Regions from separate parts of the Sus scrofa genome. Here regions 1 and 3 are each linked to region 2. A link is a contact called in public HiChIP or PLAC-seq and promoter capture Hi-C data. All regions are on one chromosome and are shown on one strand. The core of a region is the stretch at or near the end of the contact, and the rest is flanking DNA. Distances in the headings are between cores, read along the strand shown.

Evidence for each region. Promoter capture Hi-C pulls out the DNA fragments that hold promoters and counts their contacts. HiChIP or PLAC-seq counts read pairs in DNA pulled down with a chosen protein or histone mark.
Region 1: a contact with region 2 is called in a promoter capture Hi-C map of liver, with 4 times the contacts expected there. The contact joins the promoter of LOC100154105 here to the promoter of SUGT1 in region 2. A contact is called at or near these places in 1 of 5 promoter capture datasets (liver) and 2 of 47 Hi-C or Micro-C datasets (heart right ventricle and skeletal muscle).
Region 3: an H3K27ac HiChIP or PLAC-seq map of alveolar macrophages shows a contact between it and region 2. The contact joins the promoter of ELF1 here to the promoter of SUGT1 in region 2. A contact is called at or near these places in 2 of 5 promoter capture datasets (fetal liver and liver), 23 of 47 Hi-C or Micro-C datasets (alveolar macrophages, blood, embryonic fibroblasts and 12 more) and 2 of 2 datasets of contacts at active chromatin or transcription factors (alveolar macrophages and skeletal muscle).

Annotation. Positions count from the first base shown.
Region 1 is chr11:25,703,395-25,706,428 of Sscrofa11.1, forward strand. It overlaps LOC100154105 (kelch repeat and BTB domain-containing protein 6), which reads left to right and starts at 1,539. Exons shown (of 1, transcript XM_001924950.6): 1 at 1,539-3,034.
Region 2 is chr11:25,903,397-25,906,710 of Sscrofa11.1, forward strand. It overlaps SUGT1 (protein SGT1 homolog), which reads left to right and starts at 2,046. Exons shown (of 13, transcript XM_005668449.3): 1 at 2,046-2,752; 2 at 2,850-2,907. The coding sequence starts at 2,715.
Region 3 is chr11:25,770,504-25,773,777 of Sscrofa11.1, forward strand. ELF1 (ETS-related transcription factor Elf-1) reads left to right here and starts at 1,587. Exons shown (of 9, transcript XM_021065635.1): 1 at 1,587-2,105. WBP4 (WW domain-binding protein 4) reads right to left here and starts at 2,052. Exons shown (of 10, transcript XM_021065642.1): 1 at 1,820-2,052; 2 at 252-324. It overlaps TRNAE-UUC (a tRNA gene), which reads left to right and starts at 2,136; the gene lies at 2,136-2,207.

The DNA.
Region 1 (3,034 bases), core at 289-2,788, 200 kb before region 2:
CTGTGTCTGGCCTTGTGGCAGGTTCAGGCAAAAAGTGGAAAGGTCTGTGTTTAACCTTCTTGTGGGTAAATAAGAGAATCTTCTGTTAAGCCTTATGGTAGTCATGAGAAAAGAGTGGACAATGACACTTCTTTAAATCATATGGAAAAAAGGTGGTTTGCTGTGGTTACCTTATTTCCAATGGGAAAAGGATAGGAAGATTTCCAGGGAGGGGGGAAAAAAAAAGTGAAGGGATGTCAATTATCGCTGTTTTCCTGTGTCACAGGGATTAGGTAAAGGTTAACATTGTCACTTTCAAGGTTAAATTTTTCCCTTATGATCCGGTTGTTTGGATAGCACGTGTTGAAAAGACTTTCCCTTCCCCATACAATTTGTTGCTGCCCCTGTTTTGGTTTTGGGGTTTTTTAATTTTTTAATTTTTATTTTTTCCATTATAGCTGGTTTACAGTGTTCTGTCAATTTTCCACTGTACGGCAGGGTGACCCAGTCACCCATACCTGTATTCAGGTTTGATGTTGCTGCCAGTGTTATGACTGCAAAATTAGAACTGCAGTTTCTCAGTGGCATTAGTGACATTTCAGGTGTCTAAGAGCCCCCTGTGGCTCAAGGCTATCATACTGGATAACACAGATATAGAACATTTTCGTCATCCCAGAAAATGTTATCAAAAAACACGGCTGTGCCTAATAAATATTTTGCATTTTTGTGACAAGCAACCTCAAGCAAATAACACTGGTAAAGGTATGCATGAAAAAGTTAAAACTCAATGACTAAGCACAATTTATTTTGAGGATTTTTATACTGAGACAATGTTGATAAATACAAATACAAAAACACTTTCGTAAACATAGACTGGACCAAACTAAATCAAGTGATTGTTTCGGCATGTTATGATGCTGAGATTTCAGGATCCTGCACAGCACAAGCTCTCTTTAATATTTTTATTGAGAATCCTCTTTCATAAGGAGAACTCTAAATTCTTCAGTTGATTTGGGGATGGTGGTGAAAGGAGCTGTACTGGACTAGTTATAAACATTCATATTAAGAGAATTAATGAAAATACTTAAGCACTAGTTCTAGAACATGAAATACGGACTGGTGAGACCACCAAAGCCACTATAAATATTCTTGATTTGAGTATTTGAGGCAATCCGTACATCCTACTGAGACCACGATTTCATGGCCCTGCAGATATTGCTGAATATTTAAAATATGATCACATCCTTCAGAATTTTCCCAGAGAGGCAAGTCTGCAAAGTCTAAAATCTTAAAACGCTGAAAACACCAAGTGCTAGGGAAGATGTGGAATGATAGGAACATCATTAATTGCTAGTAGATTGCAAAATAGTACAGCTACCACTTTGGAAAACATTTTGGCAGTTCCTTACAGAGCTAACCACAGTATCTACTATACAATCCAGCAGTCACCCTCTTTGCTGTACACCAAAATGATTTCAAAACTTATGTCCCTGAAAACACCAACACATGAGAGTTTATAAGAGCTTTATTCACAATAGGCCAAAATTCAAAGCAAACAAAGTATTATTCAGTAAGTGAATGGGTAGGTAAACCGATATATCCATAAGATAGGATATTATTCAGGGATCCAAAGAAATGAACTATCAAGCCATGGAAGGACATGGAGGAATCTGAGTTGAATATTGCCAAGTGAAAGAAGCTATAGTAAAGGCTACACACTCTATGATTCCAACTATATAACGTTCTGGAAAATGTAAAACTAGACAGTAAGAAGATCAATGATACCCAGGGGCTGGGGGGCAAAGAGGAGGCGGCATGTATAGATCTGAACAGAGGATTTTTAGGACCGAGAAACTATCCCGTATATCACTACGACAGGTACATGCCATAGAACATTTTTCAAAACCCATAAACCTGTACAATACCAAGAGGAAACCCTAATATAAACTACATGCTTTAATTAGTTGATGTATCAGTGTAAAGTTCATCATTTGCAGCCACAGTGTATGCTAACGCAAAATGAGGTAAACAGGTGAAACTGTTGTGAGGGGCTGGAGTATAAGGGAGCTTCCTGTGGCTTTCTGCTGGATTTTTCCACTAAACCTAAAACTGATCTTGAGATCTATTTATTACAAAAACAAAAAAACAACAAAAAAGTATCTCTGCATAAACCCGCAGGGCTTTTTGCATTTTTCTACAGGCGCATGATCGAATGAGAGAGTGCTTCGTTTTTCATAAATGCTAGAAGCTAAAACGAATTGAACCTTTATATTTTGGGTATTGCGTAAGTACTTTCTTCTACTAATCAACAAATATTTATTCCGAGCAAGGATACCCAGCCTACGCAATTTATGCGTATACTGCCTACGCAACTTATGCGTACATCGCCTACGCAATTTAATCGTCACACAGCGCTAAGAAATACCATCGCTATTAATGTTTCAAAAAACAAGAGACAGCTCTGGGACAGACAATTAATAAATGCCAGAATGGGCATTTAATCTGAATTCTAAGCCCCAAATTCGAAACCTTAAAACCGTACCAAAGAGAATTAGCGATTTCTAACTCCATCATTTGAAACAATGAACGGCCGACAAATCTCGCGACATTACTGAAGCTACTACTACTCCCAACATGCAAAGCGGTTTCCGTGCCGCAGACTGTGCCGCAGCCTATGCCGCAGCACATGCCGCAGCGGCCACAGCGGCCGCAGCGCCCGCAGCGCCCCGGCATTCCTTGAGGCGCGAAAGGCAACCTGGGAGCTGTAGTTCTTCTGGACACCGACTGGTATTGCCAGCGCGGCCGCGGCGGATCTCTCGCTTGCAGCCAGTAGGTCCTGTGAGGGCGAGTTGAGGCGGAGAAAGGGCGTGGAACTGGAAACGGGTGAGTCCGACGCGGTGTACGCGATAAAGGGAGGCGGCACCGCGGTGTAGGGCTGACTTAGATAAATGGACCAGTGCTGCAGTCTCTCCGGAGACACTGCGATCTTAGCGTCAGCGAGAAGAGGGTGAGGAGGCGCCCGAGCCCGGTCTTTGCACCCGTTCTCGCCCTCAGC
Region 2 (3,314 bases), core at 796-3,295:
CCAAGGCAATTTTGAAGGAAAAGTTACAGGGCTCCAAGACTATAGGAGTTCCTGGTGTGGCTTAGTGGGTTAAGAACCTGACATAGTATTCAAAAGGATGCAGGTTTGATCCCTGACCTCGCTCAGTGGGTTAAGGATTCAGCGTTGCCTTAAGTTGCTGCACAGGTGCAGCTCAGATCTGGTGTTGGTGTTGCCATTTCCATGGCGTTAAGCTGCAGCTCTTTTTTGAACTCTAGCCTGGGAACTTTCATATGCTACAGGTGCGGCCAAAAAAGCAAAAAAAAAAAAAAAAAGGCTCATAAAGTTAATCAATTAATGGTGTGGTACCAGTTTAGACCAAGGGAATGAGAACCTGGAAACAGACCCACATATGTGTGATCAACTACTTTATAACAAAAGTGCCATAATTATTTAGTGGGGGGAATGGCAAATAAATCTTTTCAGTATGTAGGGCTGGGATATCCATTTAGGGGGAAAAGGAACCTTAATCCCAACCTCATACATTTTATAAAAATTAATAGACCTGGACATGAAAAGTATGATAGTAAAGCATCTAGAAGAAAACACAGGTGACTCTGTTCATGGCTTTTGAGTAGGCAAAGCCTTATACTAGATGCAAAAAGAACTGATCACAAAAGGAAAGCTCAAGAGTTCTGGTGGTGGCTCAGCGGTAAGGATCCTGACTAGTATTAATGAGGATGCGAGTTTGATCCCTGGCCTCACTCAGTGGGTTAAGGATCCAGCATCTCGTGAACTGTGGTGTAGGTCGCAGATGCAGCTCAGATCTGGCATTGCTGCGGCTGTGGCATAGGCCGGCAGCTGCAGCTCTGATAACCCCTAGCCTGGAAATTTCCATATACCCTAAAAAGAAGCAAAACAAAAGGAAAGATCAGCAAACCCAGTTTTTTCTTAGTTATTTCTGCAATTCTTACCATCCCCTCCATCCCTATTGTTACAGACCTATTTATAAGAGTCACTTTGGCTTGTAATACAGCAGTTGTCTTCCAACTGTTCTTTTTTCTTTCTTTCCTTTTTTTTTTTCTTTTTAGGACTGCACCCTTGGCATATGGAAGTTCCCAGGCCAGGGGTCAAATCAATCGGAGCTATAGCAGCCAGCCTACACCACAGCTCACCGCAAAGCTGTTTCCTTATCTGAGTGAGGCCAGGGGCTGAATCAGTATCTTCATGGATCCTAGTTGGATCCGTTTCTGCTGCACCACAACAGGAACTCCCCAATGACTGTTCTTTTCCTTTATTCTTTGATAGCACAGATAATAAACATTTAAAATGTAAATTTCACTAGTACAGCCTTCTTTTGAGTAAAAATCTTATAATGGGTTAGGATCCTTCAGAGAAGCTCATCCCAACTTCTCAACGGACCACAACTAGTCCTTTATGACCTGGCACATAACCTACCTCCCTGCCCTCTCTGCTTCTAGCCTGAATTTTGGCTCTATCAATTTTAGAGTTCACATTATCACTTGCTAGCATTCATCCTATTCCGTCTGAATTGCTTTTTTCATTTCCTTCACTGATTCGTCTTTCCAAACTGAAGCTCGAGTACAAAGTGTTTGAGGATTCCATCCCTAGACCTTATGGGCGGCTAAAAGCCCCTTGTTACCACATCACTGACTACTGTCTTTCTTTCCTTTTAGCACTTAGAACTAAATTGACTTAAGTTTCTGGGGGGCATTACCACCACTGAATCCCAGGACTTAGTTTAGATTTTGGATGTAGTAGACACTCAACTTCAGTTATTCCTTCATCTCTACTGAGGAACCAACCATTCACTCCCACTCCCTCTTGCTCCCGGACTCCGGTCCGTGGAACCTGCTGGAAGTTTCGTCTATCTAAACTGCATGGGTCAAAAGTGGGAGGGGGCCTGTCCGACTAGGTGTAAAGTAACACCAAGACAACTTGAGGGTCCATTTCTCCTTTCAATGCCTTCGGATGGAGTACGTTTTTCTTCTTAGTCTGGGAAGCCAACGAGGAAGACAACCTTAGGTCTGCGGAGTCCTGGGGCCCATGGAACAGTCCACCCGCCCCGGAACCAAAAGGCTTCCTCTGCTCTACCCTCCGCAGAGGCAGAACGACTTCCGGAAAGTCCGCGGCCTTCAGGGTTCCCAGCGCCAAGATGCCGGCACCCACCAATGCGCCGCGCCATCCGGAACTCGCTCCCGGAAAAGAACACGTAGCGCGGGATGACGTCACGGGTCACAAAGGGCTCGGTTGCTTCCAAGAGCCATGATGAGCGCTGTAGGGAAAAACGGAGCTCGATGTGCTTTGTGTTATTAACAGACATATAAACTCCCCCAAAGTCCACACGTTCCCGAAGGAGAACAGTATGGTACAAAACTCCTTTCAAGCTAGCGCTCCGGAGGCTCCACGGGACTGTGGGCGCGCAGCGGGACGGAGGGCTAGCGTGAACCACCGCGGCCTCCGTAACCGAGGCTGCAGGGGGCGGAGCCTGCGGGGCTGGTCTCCGGCCAGGGGGCGGGCCGGGAGAGTCGGTCCTCCACGGTCCCAGCCCACCCCGCGCCCGCGCTTCGCCTCCCCTCCCCCCCCCCCCCCCCGCGGCACGCTGCGTGGCTGCTCGTTGGCTCCTTAGGACGGAAGCTCGGTTGGTGTTTCTCCAGAAGTTTCCCCCTTGGGCGGCGGCGGACTGGTAACCTCGGTAGGAGCGGCTCCAGCAGCGGTAACAGTGACCAGTAGGGATGGCGGCGGCTGCAGCGGGACCTGCAACGGCCCAAAGGTGCGTGTTTTACCTTTTCTTTGCTATTTATTAGTACCCAGCATCCTCTGTTTTCCTTGGTTAGTGCGCCCTGCTGAAGTCGTTGTTTTCCTGGCAGGTTTTTCCGGAGCTTCTCAGATGCTCTGATCGAAGAGGACCCCCAGGCGGCGTTAGAGGTGAGCGAGCTGGTCCAGCTTCCTTCACTTTGCTGTGGGCAACGGGGGGGCCGCGTTGGGTTCTGGCCCACCCCGCCTCTTCGCAGCACTGTTTTCCCGGGGCCGGGGCTGCTGCTTGTCTTGTGTCTCAGTCTTGATATTGAAAACCCCCGCCTCTTTTCTCTGTCCATCAGCGGCCCAGTCACTCCAGATCCCAGTTCTTGCTACCTCCCTCTCCTAGACGGTTCCTGCATCCTCGGAGCGTCTCAGTAAAACCTGCCTTCTTTCTTGGGAATGTGGTTGACTTTCATAGTTGGCCTGAAAGGGCCTGGTTTTTTTTGTTTGTTTTTAATGGCATTAGGGACAAAAAGGAAATTTTAGGCTTGATATTTGTTAACTCGGCTTTTCGCTTGACTAAGTCATCCTTG
Region 3 (3,274 bases), core at 337-2,836, 130 kb before region 2:
CAGTTCCTGAATGTGACTGAAGGGCCACAGAGAAATAATTTGGCTTAGTATATAATCAAATTTGGGCTGATGAAAAAGAAGGCTCACAGCTTCCCTACTAAGAATGAAAAGACAATAGAAATTGCTCATGTTTTGAAAAGTCAAGAGCAATGTATATGAAAGTGTTTTGTAAGCTCTGAGTTTAAGTCAGAAAGAAAGACTTTATTATTATTAGAATCTCTAATAATAGAGGAATAGAGGAATTATCATACAGGCCTATTGTCTGCTATCCAGCACTTGCAGTAATCACAGAATTTCTTTGGTTGTGACTTCCAGTAGTCTGCCCTGGAAAAGAGAAAAATAAGTTTAAGTTCATTTAGAATTTAAAAAGATTTTTACATGACTTACATCTTAAAGAGGCCGAAATATAAGGCACTGCTACTGAATCTTGTCTTGTTACACACAGCACCCTGCTTCATTATTTAGCTGATTGAAAGCAATCAACTATAATTCTATTGCCAGTGGAGTAGAAAAAGTCTGCATCGGCTTTAAAAGTCTCCTAAACGAAACAGCTTAAACAAAATTTCTCATTTTTTACTGTCATCCGCGTGAAGAAATAAAGATCATCTTGGAGAAGATTACTTATCCCTTCGACTCCTTTCTGGAATTTTTGGAGGTTACGGCAATGGAGGCATGAAGAAACTCGTAAAGTTTGCTTTAAATCACGTTATTTCCACCCAAAGAACAAAGCAGAAGACGCCTCCAATGCGTGACTGTGATCCCTCTAAGACCATCAGTTAATACAATTTGAGCCTCAGGGGAAGAAAAAGAGAGTTGGAAAAGCCAAAGGATCTCTCAGCCGGTAAAACCAAAAACTAAAAAAAGTTAGAAGCTCACCAGGGCTGCCCGCTTCTAGTGATGGGAGGAGGCAGCGGTGGCCGCGGTCCAGCCCTATACTTTCACAATACCCCGGGGTTCCAGCTCGAGAGAAACGAAAAGGATGCTCGCGGCTTCCGACCCGCTAGGTGGAGGGAGCGCTCCGTAGCATCCCGGCGGCCGTCCAACCTCCAGAGGCCGCCAGCCTCCCTCCAGGGGTCCGTACTCCAGGCCCCCAGGGCGCTCCGCGGGGTAGCATCCCTACGCCGCACGGAGAACCGGCCCCGCCAGTCGGCCGCCGGTCCCGAGCGAGTTAAGAGAGCGTCCGTCACGCCCCCGGCCGCGGGCGGGGGGAGAGGGGGTGGTGGCGGAGGAAGAGACCCGGCGGGGAAAGGGCCTCCCGGAGAAACAAGACCTCCTTGTTTAGAGCCTGAGACCTGACTCACATGACTGGACCAGCCGCTCCGCGGGTCGCCCCCGGGTCCGATTAAGGCTCGCGTGCCCCACACAGGGAGAGTCCGAGCCCGGATCACCGCGAGGCCCACCGGAGCCTCCGAGCCCCGGACGCCTCCCTCCTTCCTCCGGACCAGTGCTCCCCGGTTCCCAACTACGGGTGCCCAGACGACTCAATCCGCGTTTGAAATCTCCTCCCCTTCCCCTCCTCCTCCAGGGGCGGTACTCCCGGCTCCGGAGAGGTGGGGTCGCTATAAAGGGGTTGAGGTCACCGAGAAGGGGCGAAAGCGCGACGGGACCTGAGCTGAAGGCCGGGAAGCTCGAGCCTCACGTCCCCGCGTCATCTCTCCTTTTTTTCTCTCTCTCTCCCCCTGGGATCCAGAACCTCCACCCTTCTTCTAGGCTCGCTGGCCCGTGGCCCAGGAGCTCGCGCGCCGCCTCCGCCCCGAACGCAAACAGCTGTTCCCAGAGACGTCGCCGCCCTCAACTTTGCCAACTAGTCCGCACGCACTTTGACCAGCGGAGCAGCCCGGACCTGTAGGCTGGGGGCTGTTGGCGGAGTTCAAAAAAGAGAGGTGAAACAGTTGGTTTCAGGACCGCGACTCGTGGAGCTTGGCCTCAAAACTTTCCCGAGGCGGCGGAGCGACCCCGCCCCGCCCCCGGGACGCCCGCGCGCTCGGGACGGGCGCGTTCCCTGGCTCGCGAGCGCGTGGGCAGCAAGCAACAGCGGCGGCGGCGGCGGCTCGGATGGTGGCGGGAGGTAGAGACGGAACAGAGGCAGCGTTTGCGCTTGTCAGGTGAGTCACCGCCGTGCTCTCAGCAGCACTTCCCATATGGTCTAGCGGTTAGGATTCCTGGTTTTCACCCAGGCGGCCCGGGTTCGACTCCCGGTATGGGAACGTTGCAACCACTTTTAGAAATGGGCCCTGGGGGTAACTTTTATTTTATTTCCAATGGCTCTGGCTCTTTTTCTCCCTTCTTTTGGTGGGTGATACGGTGGAAAACTCGCTTTAGTGTACTTGTTAGAGACGCCGTGATCTGGGCTGCGGCTTTGGGAGCCACGAGTGCTGCGCCGGCCGGGCTGGCGGAGCGACCACGCTCAGGGTCCCGGTGCTCCCGCTGGAGCCTGGCGGGGCTGAGCCGCGAGGAAGGAGTTTCACTTTCCCCGGGCCGCCCTCCAGCTCCTCCAGTCCCCGGGCCGTCCCTTTCCAAACGCTCGGGAGGTGATGATTAACTCCGGCCTCGCCTTATCTGCCCCCAGCGCCCCACCTCGGGCCCACACCCTCCTCCTCGGCCGCCCCCTTCTGACGGTCCCAAGCGACGCGGGGAGTGTTTGTCCCCAGCCTTCGGCCTCCGGGAGCCCTCGCCTGGCTCGCAAGTCCTCCTTATCTTGGCCGGGTGTTTACTAGAAACACCCCCGCCCCAAGGCAGCCCCCGGGCAGGGCTGGGGGGAGCCGAGGGCGGGCGGGGGATCTCCGATGCCCGCGGGCACCAATTTCGCCACCGCGCCGCTGCCCGCGGCCGCCCCATCGGCCGCGTGTCCACCCGGGGCTCCCGCGGCGCCGGAGCCCCGCCCCGAGGCCGGCCTGCGAGGTCCTCCCAACTGGACGTCGGGTCGCTGGCCGTGGTTCACAAAACTACCCCAGACTCCAGAGCCACAGACTTGAGTGCCTTGGCTTCGGAAGGCCTCTGGGGCAGGGCATCTGTCCCATTCTCCGCCCCCATCCCCCCAATCCCAACACACACACACACACACACACACACACACACACACACACAGTGGAAAAGAGAAATACCACTAGGATGAGTTGTCTTTAAAGAAACTTGTCTTTGCACAAAGGTCTAACGTTTTGAGTGCCGCCGATAGAGAATCCTGGGGTTGGAGGTGGGGCTTGGAAGAGAAAATTGGCTGGAGACGGGAGGGGATGTTACAACAAAGTTTCACTGTATTTTTAAATATAGAAGC